5 separate regions of the Mus musculus genome follow, and regions 2, 3, 4 and 5 are each linked to region 1. A link is a contact called in public Hi-C, HiCAR-type and promoter capture Hi-C data. All regions are on one chromosome and are shown on one strand. Each heading gives the region's core, a stretch centred on a gene start, on an enhancer-like site or on the middle of the called end of the contact. The rest is flanking DNA. Distances are from core to core; before and after follow the strand shown. Region 1 holds the start of 4921524J17Rik (RIKEN cDNA 4921524J17 gene). Region 2 holds the start of Asf1b (anti-silencing function 1B histone chaperone). Region 3 holds the start of Prkaca (protein kinase, cAMP dependent, catalytic, alpha). Region 4 overlaps N4bp1 (NEDD4 binding protein 1). Region 5 holds the start of Mri1 (methylthioribose-1-phosphate isomerase 1).

The links. Promoter capture Hi-C pulls out the DNA fragments that hold promoters and counts their contacts. A called contact is a pair of places that touch in the nucleus more often than the background predicts. HiCAR-type assays count read pairs that join an accessible place to other places.
Region 2: a Hi-C map of CD4 T cells shows a contact between it and region 1, with 11 times the contacts expected there. The contact joins the promoter of Asf1b here to the promoter of 4921524J17Rik in region 1. A contact is called at or near these places in 1 of 39 promoter capture datasets (cranial neural crest) and 1 of 484 Hi-C or Micro-C datasets (CD4 T cells).
Region 3: a promoter capture Hi-C map of liver shows a contact between it and region 1, with 5 times the contacts expected there. The contact joins the promoter of Prkaca here to the promoter of 4921524J17Rik in region 1. A contact is called at or near these places in 2 of 39 promoter capture datasets (liver and pre-B cells).
Region 4: a HiCAR-type map of astrocytes shows a contact between it and region 1, with 4 times the contacts expected there. The contact joins the enhancer-like site here to the promoter of 4921524J17Rik in region 1. A contact is called at or near these places in 1 of 484 Hi-C or Micro-C datasets (embryonic stem cells), 4 of 115 datasets of contacts at active chromatin or transcription factors (astrocytes, bone marrow-derived dendritic cells, embryonic forebrain and 1 more) and 1 of 9 other capture datasets (embryonic stem cells).
Region 5: a promoter capture Hi-C map of liver shows a contact between it and region 1, with 4 times the contacts expected there. The contact joins the promoter of Mri1 here to the promoter of 4921524J17Rik in region 1. A contact is called at or near these places in 2 of 39 promoter capture datasets (cranial neural crest and liver) and 1 of 484 Hi-C or Micro-C datasets (B cells).

What each region holds. Positions count from the first base shown.
Region 1 is chr8:85,431,511-85,434,292 of GRCm38.p6, reverse strand. 4921524J17Rik (RIKEN cDNA 4921524J17 gene) reads left to right here and starts at 1,452. Exons shown (of 4, transcript NM_025722.3): 1 at 1,452-1,634. The coding sequence starts at 1,569.
Region 2 is chr8:83,954,234-83,957,015 of GRCm38.p6, reverse strand. It overlaps Asf1b (anti-silencing function 1B histone chaperone), which reads right to left and starts at 1,322. Exons shown (of 4, transcript NM_024184.2): 1 at 1,079-1,322. The coding sequence starts at 1,187. Gm10644 (predicted gene 10644) reads left to right here and starts at 1,683. Exons shown (of 5, transcript NR_169070.1): 1 at 1,683-1,913.
Region 3 is chr8:83,971,640-83,974,421 of GRCm38.p6, reverse strand. It overlaps Prkaca (protein kinase, cAMP dependent, catalytic, alpha), which reads right to left and starts at 1,444. Exons shown (of 10, transcript NM_008854.5): 1 at 1,190-1,444. The coding sequence starts at 1,235.
Region 4 is chr8:86,869,612-86,872,393 of GRCm38.p6, reverse strand. The region is part of intron 1 of N4bp1 (NEDD4 binding protein 1); the gene reads left to right. Among named protein-coding and RNA genes, the nearest start is that of N4bp1, 14 kb to the left of the region's middle. Within about 2 kb of position 1,458, at least 62 of the 459 cell types and tissues checked have an H3K27ac peak or open chromatin away from gene starts, as enhancers often do.
Region 5 is chr8:84,255,948-84,258,729 of GRCm38.p6, reverse strand. Mri1 (methylthioribose-1-phosphate isomerase 1) reads left to right here and starts at 1,406. Exons shown (of 5, transcript NM_026423.4): 1 at 1,406-1,840; 2 at 2,311-2,486. The coding sequence starts at 1,470. Ccdc130 (coiled-coil domain containing 130) reads left to right here. Exons shown (of 10, transcript NM_026350.3): 10 at 1-963. The coding sequence ends at 249.

The DNA.
Region 1 (2,782 bases), core at 203-2,702:
AATCTGCCAGAATACATAAAACTTTTGCACAAATGTTACACACATATGCAGAGAGAGAGAGAGAGAGAGAGAGACTTTGAGAGACTTTGTTTACACAAAAGGCCTCTGTCTTGTTCCAGGAATTTAGTGGCATGGAACAGTAATTCCCTGCCCTCCACCCACATTCGTGTGTCAATTCTTTTCCAACTTGGCAATCAAACAGGACTGTGAGTTCTGACCCCAGCTGATACAGAAAAATCACTAACTCTAAGCCCACTTTCTTTCTTCCTGTGATCCATCTCCCTAGTGTGCCCTCTTTTCTTTCTTTTTTTCTTTTTTTTTAGATAGGGTTTCTCTGTATAGCTCTGGCTGTCCTGGAACTCACTTTGTAGACCATGCTGGCCTCGAACTCAGAAATCCGACTGCCTCTGCCTCCTGAGTGCTGGGATTAAAAGCGTGCAGACACCACACCGGGCTTAGTGTGCCCTCTTGAGAGAGTAAAGGTCGTGTGTGTGTCCAGGCAGTGAACATTACATTTCTCTTACTTGCAAGACCAGTAGCCCAAGATAATGCTGTCAGCTCCAGATGTCATCTGCTCCCTTTGATCCAAAGTGGCAGAAGTTTTGTGTCCCTTCAAGGCTGATCCTGGAGACTTCCTTAGGGGGTTATTTGGGATTGGGGAACCCTTGTGTTAAGGACTCTATTCACACACACACTTCTTTTAACTGACTTTACATTTTCACACGTTTAGATTTTTTTTTTTTGGACAGGTAGTGTCTTTGTCCTGAGATACCTTTCCTATAGTACAGAGTATGAGGAGTCTCTTTAACAATGGCAGATGCTCTGTGTGTTACCCCTCCCTTTTCTGCAACTTTATACCCAGCTCATGCTCCTTTCTTCATCAAACTACAGTTTAAAAATATCTCTCTGCTCTCTCACTGTAGATCTGAACAAGAGCAGTGAAAGCTGGGATGATAGGAGTGCACAGCATTTTGTTTCACTTTTCAAATAATTTGCTTTTAATTTTAAACTACTCAGTATCAGTGATACACAAGATGAAACCAGACCAACCTCTCCACCCCCTCCAAAAACAAAGCCTTGTAGACTGTTCCTTGAAGGCAGACATTTCTTATTCGGTGTGCTTAATAGTGGATCGTAGGCAATTATTTAATGAATAGTGAAGTTTATACCCCTGACGCTGGAAGCCTAGGGGTTTCATCGAGTGTCTATTATAATTTCTCTCGGATTAGCATTGCTGACATTTGCAGAGAGGTTTTCCGTTGCCAGTAACCATTTCAGGCTCTGGTTCTGGGGCCGACGAGGGGGCGTGCCCAGCACCAGGGCTCGGCCCACCTGTGCGTTGGTTGGTGGAGTCTCGTCGGAGCCACGCCCCCGAGCGGTCCACCGCCTTAGAGGGCGTGGCGATGGGACTTCCCTGGAAGGGCCGCGGCGCCCCCCTCCTCCAACCCGCACGCAGCCCCGCGCACGCGCACGCGCGCCTCCACGGCTGGGTCGCGGCTGGAGTGAGGACGCGCTGTGTGGAGCAGCGGAGGCACGGCGCTGCTTCCACCGCTGCTCAGGAGGGGAGCATGTCTGCAACTCGAGCCAAGAAAGTGAAGATGGCCACCAAATCGTGCCCCGAGTGCGACCAACAGGTGGGCTGGGCCGGCGCGAGCGGGCGGGGCGGGCAGGGCGGGTGGCCGTTGCTCGGCGGCGGTTGGCGGTGCGCGGCGGCCCGCGGGCGGCGGGGGCCTGGGAGCGGGGACCCGGCGCTGCCCCTTCTGGTCCCGGGCCGGCCCGCGGACCCCTGCCGCCCCGCATGGCTTTGTTCGCGGTTGGGGAGAGTGCGGTGCTGCTTCTCAGCTGTCGCTCCCCGCCACCTGGGTGGCAGCATAAAGCAGACAAAAGGACAGTAATGGTGCTAACTTTTTTGCAAATTTGTGGACTTCCGGAACGCCGCAAAAAAACCAACCAGTTTGATGTGTGGTTTCTAGTCCTTCCACTACGTTGTTAACGGAACACGGTTCGAATAAAGTCGGCGTTGAGGCTCTTCCTCTCTGCGTGTGCCCCGTCCCATTCGTGCTATTTACTGTTGTAAATTTGACATGTCTGCTTACAGATTTTTTTTTTAAATATGCGGATTCGTGAATTTGAAATCATTCATATTTAGACTGAACTCATGGAGTAATAGTCGTAATTTTTAAAAAAATCATTTTTCTTTTCCTACATTTAAGTACGCCTAATTATAGTGTGATGAACAAAAACTCATTCCATTAAAATCATCCTTAGGCCTTCATGCCGGCATGCAGATCTGGCTGTACTTCTTTTTCCTGAATCTTCCTAAAATGACTACCTCTCTCTCTTCCCCTCCCCCCTCCTTCTCTCTGGAGTAATTGGAAATGGGTGGAGACTTAAAATCTGATTTAAGTATATTATTTAGGGCGTGTCCTTGTAGGTTTATTAAAATCTTTAAACAAAAAAGTTACATGTTTTATTCAGTATGATTTATAGGCAATGTTTAAAAATGCTGATGATGGAAAGTTGTGCAAGTTTAGTCGATAGAGCATACCAGTCTGCAATATCAAAACAGTCATGTTTTCCAAAATGTAGAGTTACGTTCATTCTTTCCACCCAACTAAATTGTAGCAAACTTGCACTTTGTGATCAGTCTGTTGGCAGATTACTTTGATGTTTAAATAATTTTCAGTTAAGGCTTTTACAGTATGAATTATGCATTCTGTTTCTGTAGGGCACAAGTCCCTTGTTTTACTTGGCATAAAATAATCTTTTGGGGAAAATATCT
Region 2 (2,782 bases), core at 73-2,572, 1.5 Mb after region 1:
TCAGAGCTCCACCTCCTCAGCTGCTACATCCTTTCAACACTCAGTAGAGAAATGGTCTCGTGGAGTGTTGAAAGCAGGTCCTCTGAAAACAGGACTTGCCTTTTGCTGGGGAGCTGAGAATCCAAAGTGACTTCACAGTTTACATGTTCATGGATTTATTTGAAAGTCTTTTGCTCTTTATGGCTCTTGTTCTCTCATCTGTGTGATGAGAGCCATGTCCACCTTTATGTCCCACAGATGAATTAAGTCATTCTGTGAAAGATCCACAAAAGCCCGTGGCCTCCCAGTTGATGGAAGTTGGATCCCATCCCTGTTTGGTCAGTCCACCCACTCCCCAGACAAGGTCAGCCCATCAAAAGGGATGAGGGGTTCCTTGCACTGAGTTAGCTGGCAGCTAGTAGAAATCTCAGAAACTGGAAGAGGCCTGCCTGGCTGTGGCACCCCTCACCTCAGGACATTCACCCAGACCAGGAGCTGGGGAGACCAAGTTACCTACAAAGCCTGGAGTCAGAAGCCCCCATCTCTCCTCAGAGGGAGCTCAGACATAGGATCTGGGACTAACCTAAAGGAAGAAGGCTTATAGGCAACACCATGTTGTTACGGTTGGCAAGCAGGAGTTGTGGGGGACAAATCTGGAGTTGTCTGGGGAGGGGGTTTTTGGGAGCCATGGGGTGAAGAAGGTCTTGACATGGGCGGACAGGGCAACAGAAGAGTCTGGCTGCTTTGTAGGAAAAGATACCCACAAGGAAAAGGGGGGGGGACGGGACTGGAGGTTGGGATTCCATAGGACACGTGGATGGTTTCTTAGGAGGAAGGGCATCAACGCGGGGTCTAGCCATAGGGAAAAGGCGTGGCTGCGGGTCTCCAGGGAAAGCGTACAAGGACAAGCGGTGCAAGACGAAGGGTGACGAGGCCTCCACCAGACAATGTACACTGGACAGAGCCGGCTCCACCGAGAGACCGGAGCTGGGCCATGGAGGCGTATCTAATGGGAGATCTAGTTGGCCCCGGGAGATTGGGGGTGGCGAAACCCCGAGGGCAGGAGGGTCTGGGGTCCCCGGCTCAGGCCCGGCCTCACCGTCAGACAGGGCCTCACTGCATTCGAAGCTGATCTCGAACCGGAAGGGGCTGTGGAAAGGGCTCGGGTTCTCCAGCACAGCCACATTCAGCACCGACACCTTGGCCATCACCGCGCCCGGGAGCCGCAGCTGCTGTGGAGACTTCTTCACAGTGACTTGCGACAGAGAAGAAGGGGGGGACGACAGGACGGAAACCTCCCTGCGTCTCCCAACTCTTCCCTCTGAAGCGCTCCTCCGCTCAGCGCGCTCCCTTCAAATAGCCGGCTCCGCCTTCCAGCCAATCGCCGCTAAGGACCGATGACGGCGCGAGCCATCAGCCAATCTCGAGGCGTCTTCAGGCGCGCGCCTGGACCCTCAGACCAATCAGAGAAGCTCCCTCTTCACGGGCCCCAGGAGGCGGAACGTTAATCTCTTAGCTTCGTAAAGGTCTATCGGGAACCAATCCCTGGAGTCTCCGACTGGAATAGCTCGCTCCGGGGTGGGCGGAGTTAGAGCGCGGAACTTCTCTTGTCCAATCCCAAGGGTTACCGCACCGGCATCCCCCGCCCCTCGTTCCGCTTTTCCGGTAGACGCACCTCACAGAGAGCAGCGCCACCAACGGCCGAACGGTGGCGCGCGACTCTCACTAAAACGCGCTGAGAAGACGGCACTCGCACTCGCAGTGATTGAGTATCGATCGTGGGCGTGGCCGTAAGCGGGTTTCTGAGACGTGATTGGCTATTATGGTGGGCGTGAGGAACGCCGGGCTGGAGAGCTGTGGAAATCGCACACCCTCACAGTGAAAAGCTTTAAGGAGGAGAGAGTGGCCTGGGCGGTTTAGGCGGCTGTCAGCAGGTGAGCGTTTCTGGGGACTACCCTGAGGGGTTCCTACCTTTGAAAATCATGGTCGAGGAGACTGTCGAGAAGGTTTAGATCACCCCTGAGACAAGATGGCGTAGCGATGAGAGGGGATACAGGATCGAGTCTCAGTCCGAAGGGAGTTCTGGTTCGTGGACAGACCAGGGTTTGAATCCTGCCTCTGCACTCTGTCTTTCAGCCCGGGCTCGGTGACGCACGCTTTTTATCCCAGCACACGGGAGGCAGAGGCAGGTGGACCTGTGAGTTCGAGGCCAGCCTGGTCTGCAGAGCAAGTTCTAGGACAGCCAGGGCTACACAGAGAAACCCTGATCCAAAACCAAACCAGTTAACTGCCGCTGTCTGTGAAACTTACCTTTTCTCCTTACTTTCTGGTTCTTTATACCCTGTCATAGCTTCTTACACAACCTTTACCAATCACATCTTTTAAAGGTTAAAACAAAATGGAAAGGTAGATGCGTGCCATTAATCTCAGGACTCAGAGGTAGGCAGACTTCTGTGGGCCAGCCTGATCTACACAGTGAGTTTGGGGAAGTAAGTAAATTAGTTTTCATACTTGGCCAATGCAAAAAGGCCAAGAAGCAATGAATATGATTTTTAATAGACACTTAACTAAATAGGACAAAAATAATCATTTCAAATATGACCATTCTAAAAACACCAATGAGCTATCCTGCACCTTTTTACTCATTGAGAAGTCTTTGGGATCCTGTATGTGTTTCACATTTCAAACAGGTCTGTAACCTAGCATGGGACTGTCCACTTTTATTTGAAAGAGGTATCTGACCTTTTATATTTCACAAAATTTATAGTTGAAAATGTAAGGGGCTGGTGAGATGGCTCAGCAG
Region 3 (2,782 bases), core at 195-2,694, 1.5 Mb after region 1:
GTAATTTCAAATATAGAATCACTTTTTTTTCCCTGGCTAGAAAAATTCAGCATGGTTTTTTTTTTGGGGGGGGGGTGTGTGTATGTGTGTGTGGATATACCTCCCTCTGGGTGAGCCCTCGGTATGCACAGAATCCATCTGTCTTAAGCAAACCAAATCATTAGCTGTCACCTATTGCTGGATGGCGTTACCCCAATGCGCGCAATTCTTCTGACCATCCCCATTCAGTGGAATGAGCCTTTGCTATTCATTTCATCCGCAGTTTCAAACCAGCCCCAGGGGCTGGGTGAACGACAGAACCGCAGTTGTGAAACGACCATTTATTGAGGGGCCTTCTAAGGAACCCAGACCTCAGGGTAGGCCAGGAGGGTGCTCTGCCGCTTTACCTCACCCGCAACCCAAGAAAAAGGACAGACGTAATGGCTCTGAGCAAGACCAGCTCCAACTTGGATAAGGAAGCGCAGAAGCAGCTCTCTAGGTTCATAAACAGTCTGCCACCCCAGCCAGGGCCAGACGAATGCACGGAGGAGGTGGAGTGACAGGATGAGAGGGGCAGAGGGACCCAGAAAGATCTTGTCCCCCATGCCAAGTGACACAGAAGGGAAAAACAATGCAGGAGGTGGCCCCGGGAAATGCTCATGGGGGTGGGGGTGGCTTGGAGGTGGGAGCTGTGATGAGGTGAATCGGGCAGGGGTAGGAGAAAGATGGCGGGGGCTGGAGGGGGAGGGGTGTGGTCACCAAGTGGCCAAGGTCCCTGCAGCGTGGACCCCACAGCACTCCCGAAACTGGCAGGAGCCTGGATCAGGGTCAGGCATTGGGGCGCTGTGTGGGAAAGGTAAGTGACGAAGTGGGAGGGGGTATAGAATCTGGAGAAAGGGACTAGGAGAAGAGGGGTTGGTGTGGTGACAGGGCCTCATCTGGGGCCCCGGCGGTCATACATGCAATGGTTGGCAGTGACAGCTGGGTGGGGGGGCACGGCCTTTGCAGTGGGGGATGGTAGGCCATGGGCACCAGGCCCTACTGGGGGCAAAGTATCTCTGCGGTGATCCGACCCCAACGTGAACAGGCAGCAGGCAGGGGTGCAGGCAGACAAGATTGGGGGGGCATATGGGGGAGGGGCCATGCAGTGATGGGCATTGCGCGGGCAGGCCGCACGCAGTGAAGATCAGGGTGACGGCCGGGCACTCACCGCTCTCCTGCTCGCTGCCCTTCTTGGCGGCGGCGGCGTTGCCCATCGCGGCGGCGTCGCGGCCGGGGCCAGTCCCGGAGCTGCGACGCGGCGGGTGCTAAGGTGGCCGGCGGCCCCGGAGCGCGCTGGGCAGCGGAGGCGGCGGCCCCTGGGGCTGGCTGCGCTGGCTGCGGCGCCACGACCCCCGCCCAGCCCCTGCTTCCCGCGTCTCTCTGCGCCCGCCCGCGGGGGAGCCTCAGCCCAAGTCCTCTGTCCGTGACGCCCCCGCAGCCCACCGCCCATTGGTTCAGGCCTCCCTGACTGACAGCCCTACGCCGCTGTCCATTGGCCCTCCGGAACCCTCCCGCGCCACCATAGGCTCCTGGATGAGTGACGCGAGTTGCAGACTCTCCGCCACTCACGGGCTCGTGAGGCCGCAGTCGGGCGGGCGAACGCACGTGATTGGCCGAGAAGCCCGAGAGGGCTTGGGGCTGCCCCTGCGAAGCCGTCGATTGGCGGAGACAGGCGGCCCCGGCTAGTGTCAGTCCCGGGGTGAGAGGGCGGGGCAGCGGCTCAGGCTGCGGCCCGGGCAGCGGGCGGGGCGGAGGCTGCGGCGGCTGGAGGGTGGCTGGGTGGCAGGCGCTGCGAGGTGCGGGAGGCGGCCCGGCGGACGCCCGTGCGGCAATGTGCGCGCTGCAGTCTCCCGCCCCTGCCCAGTGCGGCAGCGGCCACGGGCCAGAGGTTGACGCCACGGCGGGCCGGCGCAGCGGCTGTCCACCTGCCAGGGGGGGAGGGGCGGGCTGGCGCCGAGGGTCAAGGGTCGCCGGGCGCCGTTCGGTGTCATTCATAAGGAGGCCCGACACTGGGCAGCCGTGACCCAACTAGCTCGGGGTCCGCTTTGGTTTGCTCGCGACACAACTGGAGCTGCAAGGGGATGTTGGACCCAGAACTGAGGGCGTGCTGGGAGGAGACTCAGAGTATCTACACTCTTTGCTAAGGCTCAACCCTAGGCCCCTGAAAAGTAGTAACTACGGACGCCAGCCAAGTGCATTACTTCTTGTACCTTGCACGTTGGGCCTGCCATACTCCCATTTTATGGAGGCTCGGTCAGGCTAGTTCCTTGCTCTTAACTAATCTCCATTGCCTAGACATGACCAACATAACCTGCCCCTTTTGGGCAGGAAGAGAGCCGTTCTCCTTCCTTCTGGATGCTCATCTTTAAATTTTGTTTTTATGCAATGCTGGGGATTGAACACGATGCATACTCCCTGCGAAGTAAGCATTGTACCACTGAACTAGAACCTCACTCGGTGTTCTTTCAAGTCTGCACTGTCAGAACGTGGTCAGTTTCCCACCTTGCCACTGACACCAGGGGCCTGAGCACTCTGCTGGAGGGTCTCCTGCACACTAGGTTGATATCAGAACCCCACCCTCACACTCTGGATGCTGGTACTCTTCCATCTGTCTGCTGCCTGGGACAACACAAACATCTCCAGATACTGCTAAATGTACTCTTGGAAACAAATTATCCCTACCCTCACCAGAGCTCTGTAATAGAGGGTGGCCAGGGTGGACGGTGCTGGGTGGACGGTGCTGAGTGGACGATGAGCTACC
Region 4 (2,782 bases), core at 209-2,708, 1.4 Mb before region 1:
CAGGAGGAAGCAAAATCTGGCAACTTGGGATTACCTAAGCCTTACACACCCTGCTTCCGTTTTCCTCAGAGAAGGGCTGAAGTTGGCCCATTTCTGTGTTCTTACCACTTGACCCACTTTGCTAAGACATGGTCTCTAGAAAAACAGGAACCCACTTTCACCTTTTGCTTCACTAGTTCCCGGCACATGCTTGGTGCCTCAATGTACAGTGGATGAACAAGTGAATGAACAAAGCAAGTTCTTTCATGCTTTAAGCAAAATTACAGTTAATATAATCTGGACTGTTTCTGCATGTTTCTCCAAATTCTTTTTTTCTGGAATATGTTAAATTTGTTTGCTGATCATGGTGAGGAAATCTACCTATAAAAGACCCTTGTCTTCATCTTTTTTATTGCCTTTTTTTCCTTTTTGAGACAGGCTCTCACTGTAGCCCTGGCTGGCTTGACACTTGCTGTGTAGACCAGGCTGGGTCTGAGCTCCACTGCCTGTGCCTCCCGAGTGCTGGAACTAAAGGCCAGCCTCACTATGCCCAACTTGTTAATTGTTCTTGAGATGCGTTTCTGATTCTTTGATTTATGTAAATAAAGTATATTTGAAACTTAAAATAATTAGGAGAGGCTGGGCATGTCAGCTATTTGCCTTTAACCCTGGTGTCCGGACCCCTGGAACTGGAATTAAGATGGTGGTTGTGAGTCTCTCAGCATGGGTGCTGGGAACCAACCCTGGGCCTTCTGCAAGAGCAGGACATGCTCTTAACCACTGAGCCATCTCTCCAGCCCTCCTTCACTTCCACTTCTCCTTTTTTTAAAAAATTGATTTGGTGTTTTTTGAGACTGGATCTCATTCTGTACCTGAGGCTGGCCTTAAACTTAGGCCATTCCTCCTGCTCCAGTCTTCTTAGTGGTGAAATTCTAGCCTTAGGGCACCATGCTTCGCTTCATATTCTTATCTTACTAGCACTCTTCACTCTGATTTCCTTTATTTCCTTTCTTTTGACATCCTGATTCCTGTTGCATGGATTTAGTATCATTTTATATGTGTTAGAAAATGTGAATTTTTTTTTCTGTACCGAGGAAGGATTTGTGGTGGATCGTTTTCATTGTCAGCGTTGACACAGTCTAGAATCAGTTGGTAAGAGAAGCCCAGTGAGGCATCGTGTGCATCAGGTTGGTCTGTGGGGAAGCTGACTTAATTTCATTTGTTGGTGTAAGAAAATCCAGCCTAGAACTGTGTGGTAGGTAGCAGTTTCCTGGGTTGGGTCCTGTACTGTGAAAAGAGAAAGCAAGCTGAGTGGGAGTGAGCGTGAATTCCTTGGAGACACCTTGTCACCAGCTGTGCTGTGGTCCTGCCACCTTGACTTTTCTGCTAGGATAGACTGTCGCCTGTAACTGTGAGCTAAAGAAGCCCTTCCCCCCAAGGGTTGCTTTCTGTAAGTGTATTTTATCATAGCAACTGAAACTGAAATCAAAACAGTATTGAAACTCCAGCCTCATGCTGCCAAATGCTCTTTCTCTGGGCACCATCTGCAGTTCTGAAATTGTCTTAAGAACTATGAATTGCCCAGGATTGCCCCTCCCACTTTCTTGGTTTTTATGCTGTTTTATTGTGTTTGTCTCATAGCCATGCCTTCTTTCACACGCAGGTATCTTTATGTGTTTCATGGAAAATCCTTTTAAAGGCCAGTTTGGAGATTTGGATCTGGGCAGGATATGTTCATTGGGGGCTTTACTGTGGATCAATCAGGAAATAGTCCTTTAAAGAGAGTGTTTGGGGTTCCTTTATCTAGAAAAGAGATTTCTTCCCTTTACCTTACCAGTTGCCAGTTGCTGCTGGCAGCCGACTGAGGAGATCTAATCAACCCTCCCTTATCCAAGTGGCTGTAGGACGTCCTCTGCATAACTCGATTTGATACCAGTGAATACAACCACATAGCTCCTTACTTGGACAGACAGCTTCCCTTACACTAACGGATGGGTGTAAGGTGATTCCCAGTCCTCGGATGGCAGGTTAAGCACCCTGAGAGTACTATACATACTGCTGTCATAGCTGGACAGAGGGCCTGGGGGAGCCATTTTATTTAGGCTTGGAAACAGGAACAGATAAACTGGGAGAGACCTAAATTTAGAGGACTTATAAGCCATTGGTAGTGAGTTTACTGCCCCTGCCAAGTTTGGTTGGCTTTATTACTACAATTATTGATTTATTTATTCTTTATCAAAGTAGAGTGGGGGTATAAGGGTATGCACAGAAGTTTGCAGGGGTCCAATCTCTTGTTCTACTGTGTGAGTCCTGGAAATGGAACTTAAGTTGTCAGTTTTGTCAGTAGGAACCTTTATCCACTGAACCATTTGCTGACCACCTCCTTGTTAGCCCAGATTGGCCTTGAACTCAGAGATTCACCCGCCTGCCTCTGCTCCCCAGTGCTAGAGTTAAAGACATGTGCCAACCCAGCCCAGGCAGCTTGGTCTACATAGCCAGGGCTACATAATAGAGAAACCCTGTCACAAACAAACAAAAACAAGAGGCTTTTCAGAACTGAACATAACAGCAACAGCATGGTGCCATCCTGCACAGGGATATTCCAAAACTGTATGGCGTGGAAACCACAACTCATAAGACAGATCTGTTATCTCTTAAACATGCCAACTTCTTAGAACTGAAACAGAGTTTAGCATCGCATACCCTAGCATTCAGTATGGATAACAAGTGACTTGGCATATGAGTTATTGGGAAATCTTAATTATTGCAGGAAAGGGTGCAAATATTACTGCTGAGGACACAT
Region 5 (2,782 bases), core at 157-2,656, 1.2 Mb after region 1:
CCAGAAAGTCCTCAGTGTGCAGCAGACAACTCCTTGTCAGAAGAACAAAGAAGGCCACCAGGAACCACCCAGGGTAGCAAGACACTTGAAGAGGCAGCAGAAGCATCCAGGACCAGCAAGACATCAGAATCCAAGAGAAACTGTAGTGATCAGGCCTTCCCCCTAGGTTCCTCCCAGGAGGACCTGCTGAACCCCAACACCCCCAATGCCTCCCTGGTGGCTGACTACTCTGACTCAGAGAGCGAGTAAGGGAGTCAGAATTCCAGGACCAGAAGCCATGACGCGTCCAGACCTTAGGGACTGGCACATTGCTGCCAGCCCAGATACAGACCTACCTTCCTATACAGATTATTATTTATTTGGTTTTGGTGAGAATGCCTGTGCCTTGATGTAACCCTGATACCTGAGCATTAAAGTGCTGTTCTTTGTCCCTGCCTTGTTTCTAAACTCATCTAGTAGCTGCCCTGCCCTCACTTCCAGCCAACTAAGCAGATGCTGCTGCATCGTTGTGACGGCAGTGTGGCCCCACAAAGCCCGATGAAGGGTTTGAGATACTGACCAAGATTGGCCACGGCCTGGGGTGACGTCCCCTTATGAGGTGTCAAGGACTACATAAGGAAGGTTGAAAGAGGGCCAGGCTGCTGGAGCCAGAGAAATAAAGCTAACGGCAGGCAGGAAGAACATCCAAACTCCATGTCATGGGCTGGTGTGGGTCACTCATAGTGGCCAGCCAGTAGGGATGTTTGTGAAACAACCTCAAAAACACCCTAATCCAGCCAGGCATAGTGGGCAGACAACCGTCATCCTGGCACCCCAGCAATAGAGACAAGGTGTGGTCCAGCTTTAAAATAGGGTTTCTCATGTATCCCTGGCTGTCCTGGAACTCGTTCTGTAACTATTGTGGAGCCAGATTCACAAATATATCTCTACCTCCTGAATGCTGGAATTAAAATCTGAGGTTTATTTTTGTGTGTTTGCATGTTGTGAGTATGTTGTCTCACTGAGGTTTGAAAGAGGGCCTTGAATCCTTTAAAACTAGCGGCAGTCGTGAAGCCTTTGGTCCTCTACAAGAGCAGAATGCACGCCTAACCATTGAGCAATCTCTTCAGGCCCTGAGAATAAACGTCCCTCATGGTGCTTGCTTTTTTTTAAAAAAATGGAGACAAAAGTAGTCCCACGGAAGGTCGTTTGACACGCTGATTAAGCGCTGGGTGTCTGTGAGCCGTGGATAGGCAGAGCTGAGAGTTCCAAGTCATCGCTTCAGTAACGGATGGACGATTTCCGGCAAAAAAATAGCCCCATCACCAAGCATCTTGGAGCTAGAACTCGGCCTTGGGAGAAGTTACAGCCACTCTGGAAGACGCTAATCGCCCGATAACCTAGGAGCGCGTGCGCATGCGCACGCGGCAGGACGCAACTCCGCCCCGCAGCCTGTGCAGGATTCCTCGTGGCCCTGCAGGGTAGGCAACATGACACTGGAAGCGATCCGCTACTCGCCCGGCTCGCTGCAGATCCTCGACCAGCTGCAGCTGCCAGAGCACTGCCACTATGAGGCACTGAGCTCCGTGCAGCAGGCTAGTGAAGCCATCCGCGCCATGAAGGTGCGCGGAGCCCCGGCCATCGCGCTGGTCGGCTGCCTCAGCCTGGCCGTGGAGCTGCGGGCCGGCGCCGGCGGTCCCGGACTCGCTGCTCTGGTGGCCTTCGTGCGAGACCAGCTGCGCCTCTTAGTCGCCGCCCGGCCCACCGCTGTCAACATGGCCCGCGCCGCCCGCGATCTGGGTCAAGTGGCAGCCCAGGAGGCGGAACGAGAGGGTGCCACTGAAGAGACCGTGCGGGAAAGGTACGGGATCCTGGACCAGTCTTGTGTGCTCTGCCCAGCTTTCCTCTCTACCATTTTCTTTCCCATCCCACTTCCGGTCCAGCCACTTGGTTCTTACTGCTTTTCTGTTGCACCGGTACGGCTCCTGCCTGTGGCTGAGACTAGAGTCTAGAGCATTAAAGCACTGGAGTTAGAACTTCATCTCCAGGTTCCTGCTCCTTCCCCTCCCCTTCTGTAAAAACACCTTGTCCCTGATTCTGCCCCTTCCTGTTCATCAACTGCCTCTCCCACCATGACGTCATCATCACAGAGGTAAAGGGTTTCCTCCTGTTTACTGCTGTGCGTCAGCCCCAGCTCCTGGCTCACTTATATTAGTGATCAGAGTGGAAGTGTCCTCAGGCTCTCAGAACCCCACCTCACCTTTAAAGGGCGGCCCCTTCAAAGTTAGCCAGCTCCCTTCCAACAGTGCTAAGAGCTTCTTCTGTCCCCAGAGTGATCCGCTTCGCCGAGGATATGTTGGAGAAGGACCTCAAAGACAACCGGAGCATCGGGGACTTGGGAGCCCGCCATCTCCTAGAGCAGACCAACCCCAGGGGTGGCAAGGTGACCGTGCTGACCCACTGTAACACGGGTGCTCTGGCCACTGCTGGCTATGGTACAGCGTTAGGTGAGGAGGCACCTTCAATTGTTAGGGCATGGGACATGTTATGGGATGCAAGGCAAAGCAACTGGAGCTGGGGGTGTAGTTCAGTGGCAAGAGTACTTGCTTAGCTAGGGCTGGCTCAGCAGCTTAAAAGTATGGACCCCTCTTGCAAAGACCTATTAAGTTCTCAGCACCCACAGTAACTACCTGCAGCACCCTCTTCTGGCCTCCACGAGCACATGCCCTTACATGCATAGAGACACACATGTACATAATTAAAAATAAACACTAGGGCTGGAGAGATGGCTCAGTGGTAAAGA